Linked DNA regions of Sus scrofa: region 2 is linked to region 1. The links are chromatin contacts, called in public HiChIP or PLAC-seq maps. All regions are on one chromosome and are shown on one strand. Each heading gives the region's core, a stretch centred on a gene start, on an enhancer-like site or on the middle of the called end of the contact. The rest is flanking DNA. Distances are from core to core; before and after follow the strand shown. Region 1 overlaps FOXN3 (forkhead box N3). Region 2 holds the start of LOC106504536.

Region 1 (6,709 bases), core at 2,039-4,538:
ATGAGCAGCGGGGGATATGAGGGAGGACCCCTCGAACTTGGCGTCTCCAGCCTGCTCCGCCTTAGTAAAGTGTATTTCGTTTGTGGCAAACGTAAAACATGGTTGTTCATTCACAGCAGATCCGGGAAGGTCTGGGCACGGCTTCTTTTTCTTACCATAACCATCGGAGGCTCTGCTGGGATGCTGATCTCAACAAAGGAGCCGAGAGAGGTTTAATTTGGACTCAGAGGGAGCTGGTGTTGGCAGAAGCCGGAGAGTGACTCTAAATGGCAGTGGAATCAGATCCCTGTGGAGAGTTGCGGGTTTCTCAAGAATGAAACCACAGACCTCAGCTTTCTGCTTCATCCACTTCTTACGGAGCCTTTGGCTAGTCTGGACAGGAGGTTCCAGTCGTGGCACCAGGAGAGCTTTCAAGGAAGCATCTGGGGGTGGTTCCTGAGGGAATGAGCTCCTCGGCCTTGGTCCCAGAATCTATTTGGGAGGGGCGTGGACGTGGACAAAGATGACATGAGTCCTGGAGATGGCAGTGAGGTATGGGCGCCTGTCCCCCTCCCCTCCCGTGTACAGGGCTGTGTGCAGGCTCTGAGGACCTATGGGCCACGGGGCTGCCTGAGGAGGGAGGTTTTACCCTCCTGTCCAGGATGTATGGGGAAAAGGTAATCTGATTAGTCGTACAGTCAGCCCATTTTTTTGGTGGCTGGCTAATTTTTGAACATATTTATAGATTTGGCAAAGGTTGATCTGGGCCTTGATCTAATTCTCTGCCATATAGCTTTTGGAAATTCATTCTGATGTGGTGGTCAGTGGTGTTCTAACCTGGCAGAACAAGTACCACCCAACTTTGTGTGTGAACTGCAAGAGAAGCAGTTCGAAGATGGTTTCTAGTCAAATGTCTGTGCCTTGGAGGCATTAGCTTGAAGTGAAGCCATCAGATCTTTATCCCCGTGGCTGTAGGTCCTTTGTTGGGTGCGGGAAGGGGACAATGGGGATAGGAGAAAGACTAGATTGTTCTAGTTGCCTAATGGGCAACTTCGTAGCTGTTTGTTCCTTCCAAGGGTCCATCCGGATGGGAGTGAGGGACCAACTTGGAGATTCAGGCCTCGTCTCTGGAGTTATCCACTGGCACGTCCTCCCCGCAAATCTTTGTGTTTTAGATTCAGACAGGAGCACAGTGCTGCTGTGTGACCACGGCCCTCCGTCTTCTGGTATTTGGTAGCGATGGTTGTCATTCATTGATGTCCATTTCTATGTGAGCATCAGGAGCCCCGCGTGTGAAAGTAGAATGCGTGCCTGTGTCTAGTGGTCCCTTTGAAAAGTCCTGTGCAAAAACCAAATCAGAGAAACCCCGAAACCTCTGAGGAGGAAGCCCGAGAGGTAGGCTGCAAGCAGCAAGTTACATTCTGTGATCTTGGAAATTCGATCTTGGATGGGATACAGAGATAGGAGAGTGTGGTGGTTAAGCGCATGGACCCTGCAGGCCAAGGAGACTGGGGTCTTCACTTTCCATTTCACCTCTTAGCACCAACTGTTTGACCGCTGGCACATGATTTTTCTTTTTTCTTTTCTTTTTTTTTTTTGTCTTTTTGCCATTTCTTGGGCCGCTTCTGTGGCATGTGGAGGTTCCCAGGCTAGGGCTTGAATCGGAGATGCAGCTGCTGGCCTACACCACAGCCACAGACAGCAACATCAGATCTGAGCCGCGTCTGCAACCGACACCACCGCTCACGGCAACGCCAGATCCTTAACCCACTGAGCCAGGCCAGGGATTGAACCCGGAACCTCATGGTTCCTAGTCGGATTCTTTAACCACTGAGCCATGACGGGAACTCCATGAACTTCTTTAAGCCTCGGTGTCCTCATCTGTAAAAGAGGCTGACAGCACCTACTTGGTAAGGATAATGGAAGGATAAAATAAATAATGCAGGTAAAGCTCTTGGCTGAGTGCCTGGCATATGGGAAGCGCTGGAGAGCTTTGTTGCTGTGTATGCTGTGTAGTTCTCGGGGTTGCGGTAATTGGCTGCCCGGTGTTCATGGTTTTGGCTTTGCTGTCTGGGCGCCTTGAATGTGCTCAGGCTGAAGTGACCTTACCCTTGGTTCTCCTCGGGGCAATTAGAAGTAAGGTGGGGTTCCGACGGTCTCCGGACAAGCTGGGTTTCCCACCAATGAAGGAGAGGCGAATTCTGTCTTATCAGACATGATGCTAGGGAAGGGCCCCACGTGGCTGGGTTTCAAAGCAATATGTTGTTCCCACCCTTCCACAGAGAGGTGACAGAAATCTAGTTAGTGCAGAGTTACAGAGAAGCTGAGACTTCCCTGGGAGGCCGTTTTAGATGTCTCCATTCCTTCGGGTGGAACTGGGTTTTTACCTGTTGTGTGGTTACAACAACAACAACAACAACAAATCTGCAACCACTCTTGCACAGAGGATGGAAAGAATGGCTTCTTACTAGATACAGAAGCAGGGATACTAGATACAAAAACAGGCAAAGCACGTGAAGACCAACCAGGCTGCTTGTCGGTAGGTGGCAAAGTACTTTGCTATAAATATTGCAGGACGACTCTTTCTCTACTTTAAAAAAAAAAAAAAAAAAAGCTCTGCATTTCAGACAACAGAAATGGCTGGACAAGTCTTTAGTTCATGTGCAAGAAACTGAAAACGACGTGAAAGATTTTCCTTAAATGGAGACAGCGCTTGGCCCTGTCTCAGGCTGAAGTTAAAGCCAGGGTCTGAATTTGCCTCCCATGCATTACTTCTCACATGTCATGCGGGTTTCCTGGGCCTAGGACCTGGCGATCGTTCATTTTTTTCCTGTAATCTCGAGGTGTGTACAGGGCACAGCTCAGCCTCAGACCTTTCTGCTTTCAGTTTTGGTTAGTCAGAACCTCCATCTGGCGGTACTGGAGTGTGAGTGTTTTCTGTGGCTTTTCTGCGGCTCCTTTTCAAAGTATTCAAAGCAGTTTAAAAATACATAATGTTCGGCGATCTGACCAAGAACTAATGTAAGTACTTATTTGGGGACTCTTTCAAAAAAAAATCTATTAGATAGATTTGAAACTCTTTAACTCTTACAACATCTTGGAAATAGATACTAAGATGAAAAACAACAACAACAAAAAACGGTTCGAAAAACATAGGACTAGTTCTCCACAGTCATCCTGCTTTTAGTGGTGACAGTAATTGCAAATAGCACAGTTTGTGAAAACAGAAGAGCTGAAATTCTTTATTTAATATTAAACAGGAAACTGAAAGCAGTCTGCAGCAATGTGGTGGGTTTCCAGCAAACCTGCTGCTGGGTTTATCTGTGCTGAAAAGCCTAAATGAGACGTTTCCCCTTTTATTCTGTTAAGATGGTGAGTGTTCATGAAAATCTCAACCCAAACACAGCCATTGGAAGCAGAGTCTGTCTTCTAAGGTTTTCAAGCAACCCGTTTCCACTAGAACCTAAGGAAATTTGGAAGCAAATTGCAAACCTCTCCAAGGGTGGAAAATGCACTTTTGTTTCGCCTTTGTGCAGGGCTGTCACTCACCCAACATGTGCATATGAATATTCTTTCCGAAGACCTGGGCTTCATTTTAAGGTCAGCCTTCAATTTTGAGAGAATATAATTTGTTGCTATTTTTAGAGCATCATGATTGCTCGTAATAACTAATGGAAAAAACTCAACAGAGAAATAAATGTGTAACAGCTGTGTCTGCTTAAACTTGATTAAAGGCAGTAAAAAAAAGTAAACAGAAGAATGAATGTGACAATAGACGGAGGGAGAGGCCAGTATCCCACATTGTGAAAAGTTTTACAGACATAACTCCCTCTCCTTTGGAGGCCGGCAGAGTCTGTGTTGAAAGTTTACTTTACTGTTTGTCTTGAGTGGGATCCGTGTTGTAGTGAATAATTTATAGGCAGCATGAATGAGCTCATTAGTCACCTTTTCAGACTTTAAATGAGTTTTGTGGTTGTCATTACTCGAGCCTTATGTTCAGCCGCCGAGCAAAATGACAGTTTGGCAGTTGGCTGCCTTGTTGTGGGGCGGCCTGCTTCCCCCCTTCAGGTCTGCGTCGCTTCGGGGTCTCATTGAAACCTTCCCCTTCTATCCCTGGGCCAGCCCAGGGACTCTCACGTTTCAGATGCCTTTTGCACCCCAAGTTTAAATGAGTTTTTTGGGGCATTAAAAAAAAAAAAAAAAAGAAAGAAATCCTTCTGTTGCTTCTGCCAGACAGAGGGAAGGGGATGGAGTGAGCTTCCCCCCACCCCCCAGCAGCTGCTGTGCATTAGGCCTTTTGTGCTTGGTTTGATACTCAAGTTCTTCAATAGCGGTAAAGCTAAGGAGTCCCTGTTGAGTGGCCCAGCCAGGCTTTCACATGGTGGCGGGCGTTTCAGGCAAGGGGATGTCACTGGAGTTTGGAAGGAGAAGGCTGTGCTGGAGTAGGTTTTCATTGTCACAGTCCCGAACACCCATGGGGTGTGGGTGTGTGTGGATGCAGAAAAGTATTCCAGCCAATCTGCCTGGCCGGAGTCCCGAGGCCAAAGGGAACCACGTTTTTCCTCCAGAGAGGTCAAGATGGTGTTTCCGGAGCCCAGCCAACTGGAGGGTCCACGTCATTGGGAAGGGCCATTGCTTCTTCCCCATCTCCACGTCTTCCCAGCCCAGATCGTTCAGAGACAGCAAATGGTTGCAGCTGCCTCCTCACCGAGCCCTTGGAGGCTTGCCTGGGAGGCTGGTATGTGGGGAAGATGAGCCTGGCCATGCCGGTAGCAGGTGGGATTTCTTTGGAACGGATGTCACGTCCCTTTGAACCTGGCCCGGGCAGCCTCCCGAGAGCACTGACGTCCACTCTCTGGGACTGGTCTCCATCCGGAAGTCAGGACTCTGTGGCATGTCCACCTTGGCCCTCGGGTAGCCTCTGCTGGCACTCCCGGTGCATGGACGCTTGCCCGGGGAGTCTCAGCCAACTGCCTGGACCACCCCGTGCTGAGGTCTCTCTGACATTAGCGATGAGCAACAGGCACTCATGGCTGCTGTCACCAACGTGGGCAGCACCCCCTTCTGGGATCCATATTGTTAGACAGCTGGCCCAGCACCGTGTGAGGCGTGGAAGAGAGATGCTTGATATTCCTCTCCAGAAGAAATGCCAACTTAAAAAGGACGCCTGGTTGTTTAGGGGCCAAATCTTTGGAGCCAGTCAGAGTCCCATGTCTTTGAGTACAGAGATGTGAGGTGCCGTTAGGGGCACCCACAGAAAGACAGCCATCCATTTGGCCACTTCCTGCCCAGCCCCCACCCCTTAAGAGGTGGAACCACTCACATGCACTCATGGCTCCTGGTTTATGGGCGCATTTTGCTTGCCTCTGAATCACAGGGTTAAAGGCACAAGCGATGCTATTTTGGGAAGGAGGAGGGGTTTCAAAACAGACCGTGCTGGTGAACTGCACTACCCCAGTAAAAGAGAGTTCACGTTTGGCTGTCATAGTACATGGATTACGTTGCTCATCTTCATAACTGAATTTTGTACAGCAGGGAAGTGTGTTGGTAATAGTTTTATTCAATGTAATGTTTACCAGAGAGTTCACCAAAGTTGGAGCTTTTATTTGGTTTTGAAAAGACCATCTGAAAGAGAAGAATTGACTGTTTTCTTTCACATCTCTCTGAAGAAAGTAAGAAGAGAGAAGTTATTTCTTGGCACCGTGAAGACTCTGGCAGACATAGTCCCTGAAACCCATGAGACTGTGGGACTTGGTGTACTTGCTGAAGGGAGGAAAAGAGTAAATGCGCTTGAAAACTTCAGAGGACGAAAAAGTTGATGATGCTACTTTTCTTTCCCAAATCTGGTTACTAGTTTGAGAGAAGGATAAAAAAAGAGCATTTTTTTTTTTTTTCTGTTAAAGTGATTGATGTTTTTGGTTACCACTAATTCCACATGCTATAAGCAGAAGTATAAGACAGGGTCTTTGCCTCTCAAGGCATTTACAGTTTGTTTGACACTCAGTAGCTAGCTGATTTATTTTTTTATTACAAGGGTATATCATACCATATTGATTATGACATGGAAGCTGAACTTTATTTTTTTGCAAGTAGTCCCTTTTCAGTTTTTTCTTTTTATTTGTATGCTTTCTTTTTCTTTTTTGCTTTTTAGAGCTGCATCCACGGCATATAGAGATTCCCAGGCTAGGGGTTCTAACCGGAGCTACAGCTGCCAGCCTATGCCACAGCCACATCAGATCCAAGCCTCATCTGCAACCTACACCACAGTTCATGGCAACGCCAGATCCTGAACCCACTGAGCGAGGCCAGGGCTCCAACCCGCGATCCTCATGGTTCCTAGTCAGATTTGTTTCCGCTGAGCCATGATAGGAACTCCTATTGGTATGCTTTCTTTTTTTTTTTTTTTCATTTGTTAAAGTTTTATTGAATCATAGTTGATCTACAATGTTGTGATTCATTCCCCTTTTAAAGTCCCTTTTTCCTTCCACTTCCTGGTCACATTTTTTCCTCTCTTGAACCCCACTGTCCTGGCCTTCACATTCTTGACCCCTAAGAGTTTAAGACAGAACCAAATGCTCTGGATTAAGCTGAAGCTTCGTTTGGTTCCTAACTGGAACATGGCTCCAAACTCTGGAGCCAGACTGTGTGGGTTCAAATCCTAGCCCCATCACTCGCCAGCTGTGTGACTGTGGGCAGGTGGCCAAACCTCTCTGTGCCTCAGGTTCCTCAT
Region 2 (6,709 bases), core at 1,491-3,990, 160 kb before region 1:
AGGGTGCCCCTTCCGTGAAGTCCTTTTTCTCCCTACACTAGCTTACATCTTAACCTCTACTTGTCCTTGAAGACTCAATCATGGCTTCTAGCAAGGCTGCCCACCATGGTGACTTGTTGACCTTCTTTTGGTGTCCTGCAGACTTGTATTTGAGCTATAATTCTGTCCCTAAATACCTATGCAATTTGGGGCAAGTGTGTTCATCTGTAAAATGGGAATAAAAATAGCACGCTGCTTATAAGGGACTAGAAGTGAGAAAATTTAGGTAAAATGACTCAGGGACTCTCAGTTGCTATTATTACTGTTCTTTCTTTCCCCCTCCTCCTTCTCACGCCCCTCCTCCCCTCTTCCTCTTCTCTCCCTGCCCCCAGAGAGGCTGGGGCCAGCCCCTCTCCCACCCCCACAGTCTTTCAAGCAGCCTCCCTTCTCGGCCAGGGCCCTGGACCCTGACTCCACACCGGGCGGGCCGTCTTGGTTTCCCCACTCATAGTCCTCTCCTGTCTCTCATCATCCTTGCCCAGACCACATTCTGGCTTCAAATTCAGGTTTGTTTGTTTTTTTAATTTGTTTGGGTTTTTTTTTCCTGGCTTCCCAAAGCTGTTGGATTCCTTGCGGGGATGTTTCCTGATGTCTTGATCATGAAACCCCCTGCTCTGCTTCCCTGTAAAAAAGCCCTGGACCTGATGGATCAGACCTAACTCCTACCTGGGAAGGGAGGCAATGGGGTTTCATATTTATCACAGAAGAATTAAAAAAAAAAACAAACCAGACTTTTAAAAAATAATAGTGTTACATTTCCAGAAAAATCGAGAGGCTAGTAGAGTTCCTGCCTACCTCCCACTTACGTTCCCCTGTTATTAACATCTTACATGTTCCATGCTTGATTTACATTTTCTTAGTTTTTTTTGGGGGGGGGTTGTTTTGCTTTGGTTTGGTTTATTGTGCTGCATCATTGACACCTGCAAGTTCCCAGGCCAGGGATCAAACCCTCACCACAGCAATAACCAGAGCTACAGCAGTGACAATGCCAGATCCTTAACCCACTGAGCCACCAAGGAACCCCTCAGTTTCCTGAGTTTTTACCTGATGCTCTTTTTAACCACAATACATTTTCTTGTTGGTTCTCCTTAAAGCTCCTATTTGCTGTAACAGTTTCTCAGCATTTTCTGTATTTATTTATGACCTTGATACTTTTGAGGAGTACTACTTGGGAAAGGTGCCCTTCCACTGGGATTTGCTGATGTGCACAGAAGGAATTTAATGCAGGCGATTGCTCTCCACCCGTAATAGAGGATCTGAGATGCAAACCGAAGAAGGTGAACTTACCCAGCAATTAATCGTAGCAGAAAAAGCCATCAACATCCCTAAGCTGGAGAGTGAACAGGAAGTGGCACATGTTATCTGAGCCAGGGGCTGGGGTCACTAGACAGAAGCCTCAGCCAGATGCGGTCACAGCTGCAGGTGCTGGCAGAGGCAAGAGGGATGATGAAATTCTCCGGCCTCTCCTTTTCTCCACCTTCCACTCTCGCTCCAACACCTCTCTTGGGCCATATCCAGCCATTAGCCAACTGACCCAGGATTCTATAAAACTTGGCCTATGAGAATCGGCTCCCAGCTAAACAGAGCGGAAGGCAAGGCTGAGACCGGCCCAGGATCAGGACCACTGGCATTGGAACACAATGCCTGTAACATGGTTTTACTGCAGCACCTATGCAGTGCTTTGCAACCTGAGAGCTCCGTATGATGCATTATAATATCTTTTATACCCAGAGCCTGGAACAGGACTACACCTAAGTTTTCAATGTTTGAGGTATACAGAATGGCTGGCTGGCTGGCTGGCTGGCTGGCTGGCTGGATGACGGTTTCTTTTGACCAATCCCTTCTCTGGTGTGCTCTAGCTTTGAGGAATTGCTCTCTACCAGCTTTCCTTTTCAGCTTCTCATCACCCCGTTTTGGTGCTAAGATTACTTTCAGCCTGGCCTTTGCAACATTTGAAGGCCAGGTGGATGTTGTGACTATAATTAGACTCATGGTCAATCACACGAACTCACCAGTGAGTTTATCCTTCGTTGTGCTTCCCCAGGAAGGTGGGCCACCTCTTCCCAGGGTGCTGCCAGGCCCAGCCTCTTCTTGAGGAGCTGCCCAAGAAGAGGAGTAAATCGTTTCTAAGAGTCAGATATTTCTGTCTGTTCGGTTAGGGTCACCCTGCCCTCACCGGGCTGGTATTTAGGTGGTTTGGGACACATCATCAGAGTCGTCACATTTCCTTTCGGCAGAGCGGAGGAGGAAGTGGAATGCCACAAACAGAACTGACTGGTGACTTTCCCATGGGTGCCGGAGGACTGAGAAGTAACGCCCCGCTTGTCACCAGGTTGGGGAAGAGACGCCCTGGAGCTCACAGATAGGCCACCTGGTATCAGAAACGTCTAAGGTTCCAGGGTCCTTGAGGACTTTCAGTGCTGGGACATAGAAAACCAAGCTCCGCTTGAGAAAACTTCCCTCCTCCACGTGTCAAGTGGAGTCAGTTTCTAGTCTCTGATAAAGAACAAAAAGGTGTATGTATAGGTGACGGGCATTGTTTGGCTACCCAGTTTCAAGTTTTCAGTTGACCAGGGGGCCCTGGACCGCCACAGGACGGAAATCTGTCCAGTCAGCTGTCTCATTTAGCAGAGACTAAAGCATTTGCAACTTGCCTCTCATGTTCAGTCTGGAAAATCGCTGCTCTAAAACAGGTAAGACATGATGACTAGGAAGGGTACTTGCTGTTTTGTTCTGGATACTTCATTTTCCACGGTATTTGCAGCTGAATCGTCAGGAGGCCAGGTGGTGCCCTTGAAAAAGCAGGAGTCTGTTGGAAACGTTGGTGTCTGAGATGTGGGGATCCCAGCTTCTCTGAGGACCCGCTCTGTGATGCTGGACAGGTCAGGGTAACCCTCTGGGACCCCCACGTTCTCATTTGAAAACCAAGGATTACAGTGTCTGTTTCATCCCTGAAGCGTGGTAAAGATCACATGACATGTCTGTGTGAGGACTCTGAAGATGGACAAGTGTAACATATTACAAAAAGTTCTCTGCGTGGACACAAGGCAGCAGAAACGGTACCTTTGATGTTTAATTAATACTGAAAATCTTCCATTACATTTATTTAGCTGTAATTGGGAAGGAGGAGGGCCAGAGTAATTTTCAAAGGGACTTTTTTGAGCTCTAAAAATAGCACTCAGAAAACACATGTTTGATTTTCCTTTTGGTGTCAAACCGCAGTGCCATTGTTATTAGCAGTTTTACAGAATTGTGACCTTCAAACTTGGTGAGAGCAAAGACTGAAAGAAAGCTTCTAGCCTTAAACCCTTTCAAACAGGCTTTTCAAATTAAAGCACTTTTATTTTGAATTAAGAGCGAATAGAATCGTCCCCTTAAATGAGGACTTGCAAGTTTAAAAAGTTGTCTTCCAGGTGGGCTGCAGTAAATGAAGGTGCTGGGAGGGCACTGAAAGCCCTTTTGGGGGTAAACCAGGGGGATTTCTTATAAGGGTTCATTTAACACTCTGCGCCATTAAAGAAGAAATCCAGAACTTAGATTTTCTCTAACTATATGTAAGCTGATTAGTGTATACATCTAGGATCATAATTTACTTTCAGTTTACTGAATTTGTGAATTTTTGCATTCGTTTTAATTTGTAATTAAGTTTTCTCCATGAAGCACACCATATGCCGGCATTAATTCTTTCTAGTTGATTTCTTAGGAGATACATGAGTGCATATTCTGCTGCGATTTTTGAGGTCTTTTGAAAATCAAATGACTACGTGTTTAGCCATATGGGCCTTTGTTATTTAAAATAGCATGTGATAAAGTAAGAGAAAGCAAAATGCAAAAGGACGTGTTATGGGGAAAAAAATCACTGGAAAACTGTTGAAAACATTGTTTTAAACACACACTTTTCAATGCAGGGGGAGCGTTATATTTTTGAAACCTCTGTTTCCGGACCCCGCACTCTCTCTTACCGTCTGTGAACGTACAATATCACAAGTGCACAGGGAGAAACCACGGAAACCAGTTACTGCCCCACGCTTTTTACACGGGCTGCAGATAATCATATCCGCCTTCCATGAGTTCAGTTGTCGCCAATGTTTTCCTTTTAAACGTCTTAGCCCGGGCTTTGGCGTTAAGCTCCAGTTCATCCGCCCCTACCGTGTCGGGGGTGAAAGGGGCCGACGGGTTTTCGGTTTTCCGAGGGAATCCACCGTGCTCCCCAGCCGCCGGCCGTACGTGCGGGCTGCAGACTCGGCCGCCGGCGGGCGCGCGGCGCGCACTAGGACCCAGCAGGGCTCCGGGCCCGGGTGGGAGCCGCGCCGCCGACCCCGGGCGGGCGCCGGGGCTGGAGCCGGGGTTCCGGCCGCGATCGGCTGCAGCTCGGCCGGGAGACGGCGCGACCCGGCGGCGGGGCCACCCGCGAGTCCAGCGCCGCCGCAGCCCCCCAATGCGGCCGCGAGAAGCAGCGGGGGGGCAGGCGATCGAAGGTAACGAAAATGGGGCTCATTTCCTGCCTCCTGATCTTCTGCTCTGGTTCAGCATTGTCACGAGAAGCCCTCACTGTTCAGGCTGCTGCATTTGGGGGCACCCTTTGATTTTTTTTAAGGTGCCCGCCCCCGTATTTCCCCCTGGTTTCAGATTGATTTATAGCATGCAGTCCAAATGGGAACGATCCAGGGATGGCAAGTTGTATATTTTCATTAGTTTTGTCTCAAAAGTAAGTTCATTAAAAAAAAAAAAAGTTTCTCAGGAATTTGTGGATAGTCGCCTTTTTAAAAAAATCAAAAATAGCAGACAAATGGATAATTTTAAAAATTATCAAATCATTGCTGTAATTCTGTTAATTACTTCCCAGGTCTTTACTTTTGTGACACCCCCCCCCCCATGGCATTACTTTTATTTTCAAGGAACTAACGTGTTAAAGGTGGAGTTTGGCTCGGGCAGAGTTTACAGCATTGCTGTCGCAACTGTTTTGCTATCAATTATAAACAGAGTGTCCAATCTGTGGGCAGTTTAAACCTCTTTTCAAATACTGTAACTGGTTATCCTGATATGACATCTACAGATGGGAGTTTCCTTTGAGGGCCGTCGGAATATTTCTTTTTGGAGAAACACCGTTTTGAGGAGAAAACCGTGCTCTCTGGCCAGGGAGGCTGAAGAGACTATTTTTCATGCTTTGTTTATACTCCCGGATTGACGTTTGGGGACGGGAAACACAGTCTTTCTCGGCAGCTTTTCATGGTGGGATTATTAATTTATTTCATTTGTTAGTTTCAATTGGTGGGGCTCGGGGAGCCCTCTGTCACAGGATGTGCTTAAGGTGACACATTTGCCAGCAGTTGGGACACATGATTGCACATGTAAAATGGGCTTCAGCCCAAGGGTCTGTTCTGCCGGGAGCTCCCATGTGGAGCTGTTGTAGGCAGGGTGCGACGGGCTCATTGAAGAAAAAGGGAATCATTTTCCTTAGCTAAGGAAGACATCCTGTTATATTCCTTTTGTTCCCAGTTTTTCATTGATCGCCAGCTCTGCCTTAGAGAAGGGCGATCGCAGAGCTGGGAAGATTTGCACAAATGACTACAGCCCACTCTTCCCTCGCACTGATTGGTCAGTTCCATGGGGACTTAGGAAAACAGTCACCCCCAAACCTTCTTTGAAAATCGTGCTGTAATTTCAGACGTGTCTTCTCGTGCCCAGATCTCTGCAAGCTTGATGTTGAAATCGGGTGCAGTTTGCTTGAGGTACCTTTGTGTTTAATTTTTTTGTTGTTGCCTCTAGCCAGATAAAGTAGGCCATTTGGTGACAAATTTCTTCGCAGACGTCAGCTCCTAGCTTGCATTTATAGACATATCACTTTACAATACATTCTTGATGATTTCTTCTCGGGAGTTGTAGAATGCAAAGTTGTTAAACTTAGAATAATTTTTCCTAACCTTTTTTTTTTTTTTTTTAAATCTGAAGCCTTACTTAGCACTATCAGTAGATGCGTTCTTAACTGTATCTTTACTTGGATCATTTAAGTGTCTTGTGCGTTGTTAGCATGTATCACGTACTGGATTTAAGTCTGTAATAGTGAAAGAGAAAGGCAAGCAGGAGCAAACAAGCAAAATCAGTTTGCACATTGTTATAAGAAATTGTGGCATCCGGTTTGAGGAGAATGCATTTCACAGTCAAGAAAAAGGGCATTCTTCACCTTAAAAGAATATGAGTTAGTAAATATTGTGAATTGTTCTATCTATACGAGAGAAAATATAAGGCTGGCAGACACCTCCACTGGAGCCTTAAAACGCCCCAATTAAAGAAGCACTGTCCTAGAAGTTGTAAAATGCATAAGCACTTTTCTGATTGGCTTAAAAATTTAGACACAGGAAGTGGATGGAATCTAATAACCCATGAGTAGAGACATGGTTGTCATGGAAACCGAGACAAGTAACCCCCCCCTTACCATAACCACCACTTAAAAAAAAAAAAAAAAAAAAACCTGCATGTCATCACAGATGCCTGGAGAACATGTTGGCTTCTGTAAGCTTTCCCAGAGCATCTGTTGAAACCTGAGACTGTGCCTGTCAAATCAAGGTCATTTTACAACAACAACCAAAAATGCAGTCTCCTGGAATTCGTAGCTGTATTTTTATTGGAAATGTGTGAAGAAACGGGCTTAAAGCAAGGATGAACACAT

What was found. HiChIP or PLAC-seq counts read pairs in DNA pulled down with a chosen protein or histone mark.
Region 2: a contact with region 1 is called in an H3K27ac HiChIP or PLAC-seq map of skeletal muscle. The contact joins the promoter of LOC106504536 here to the enhancer-like site in region 1. A contact is called at or near these places in 2 of 5 promoter capture datasets (fetal skeletal muscle and liver), 13 of 47 Hi-C or Micro-C datasets (alveolar macrophages, brain, embryonic fibroblasts and 7 more) and 2 of 2 datasets of contacts at active chromatin or transcription factors (alveolar macrophages and skeletal muscle).

What each region holds. Positions count from the first base shown.
Region 1 is chr7:111,287,195-111,293,903 of Sscrofa11.1, reverse strand. The region is part of intron 1 of FOXN3 (forkhead box N3); the gene reads left to right. Among named protein-coding and RNA genes, the nearest start is that of FOXN3, 51 kb to the left of the region's middle. Within about 2 kb of position 3,288, at least 30 of the 83 cell types and tissues checked have an H3K27ac peak or open chromatin away from gene starts, as enhancers often do. A contact at or near this core is called in fetal skeletal muscle, retroperitoneal adipose tissue, skeletal muscle and 1 more, where this site is marked.
Region 2 is chr7:111,449,546-111,456,254 of Sscrofa11.1, reverse strand. It overlaps LOC106504536, which reads left to right and starts at 2,740. Exons shown (of 2, transcript XM_021099995.1): 1 at 2,740-5,271. The coding sequence starts at 4,106. The coding sequence ends at 5,047. It also overlaps a transcript of FOXN3 not described here.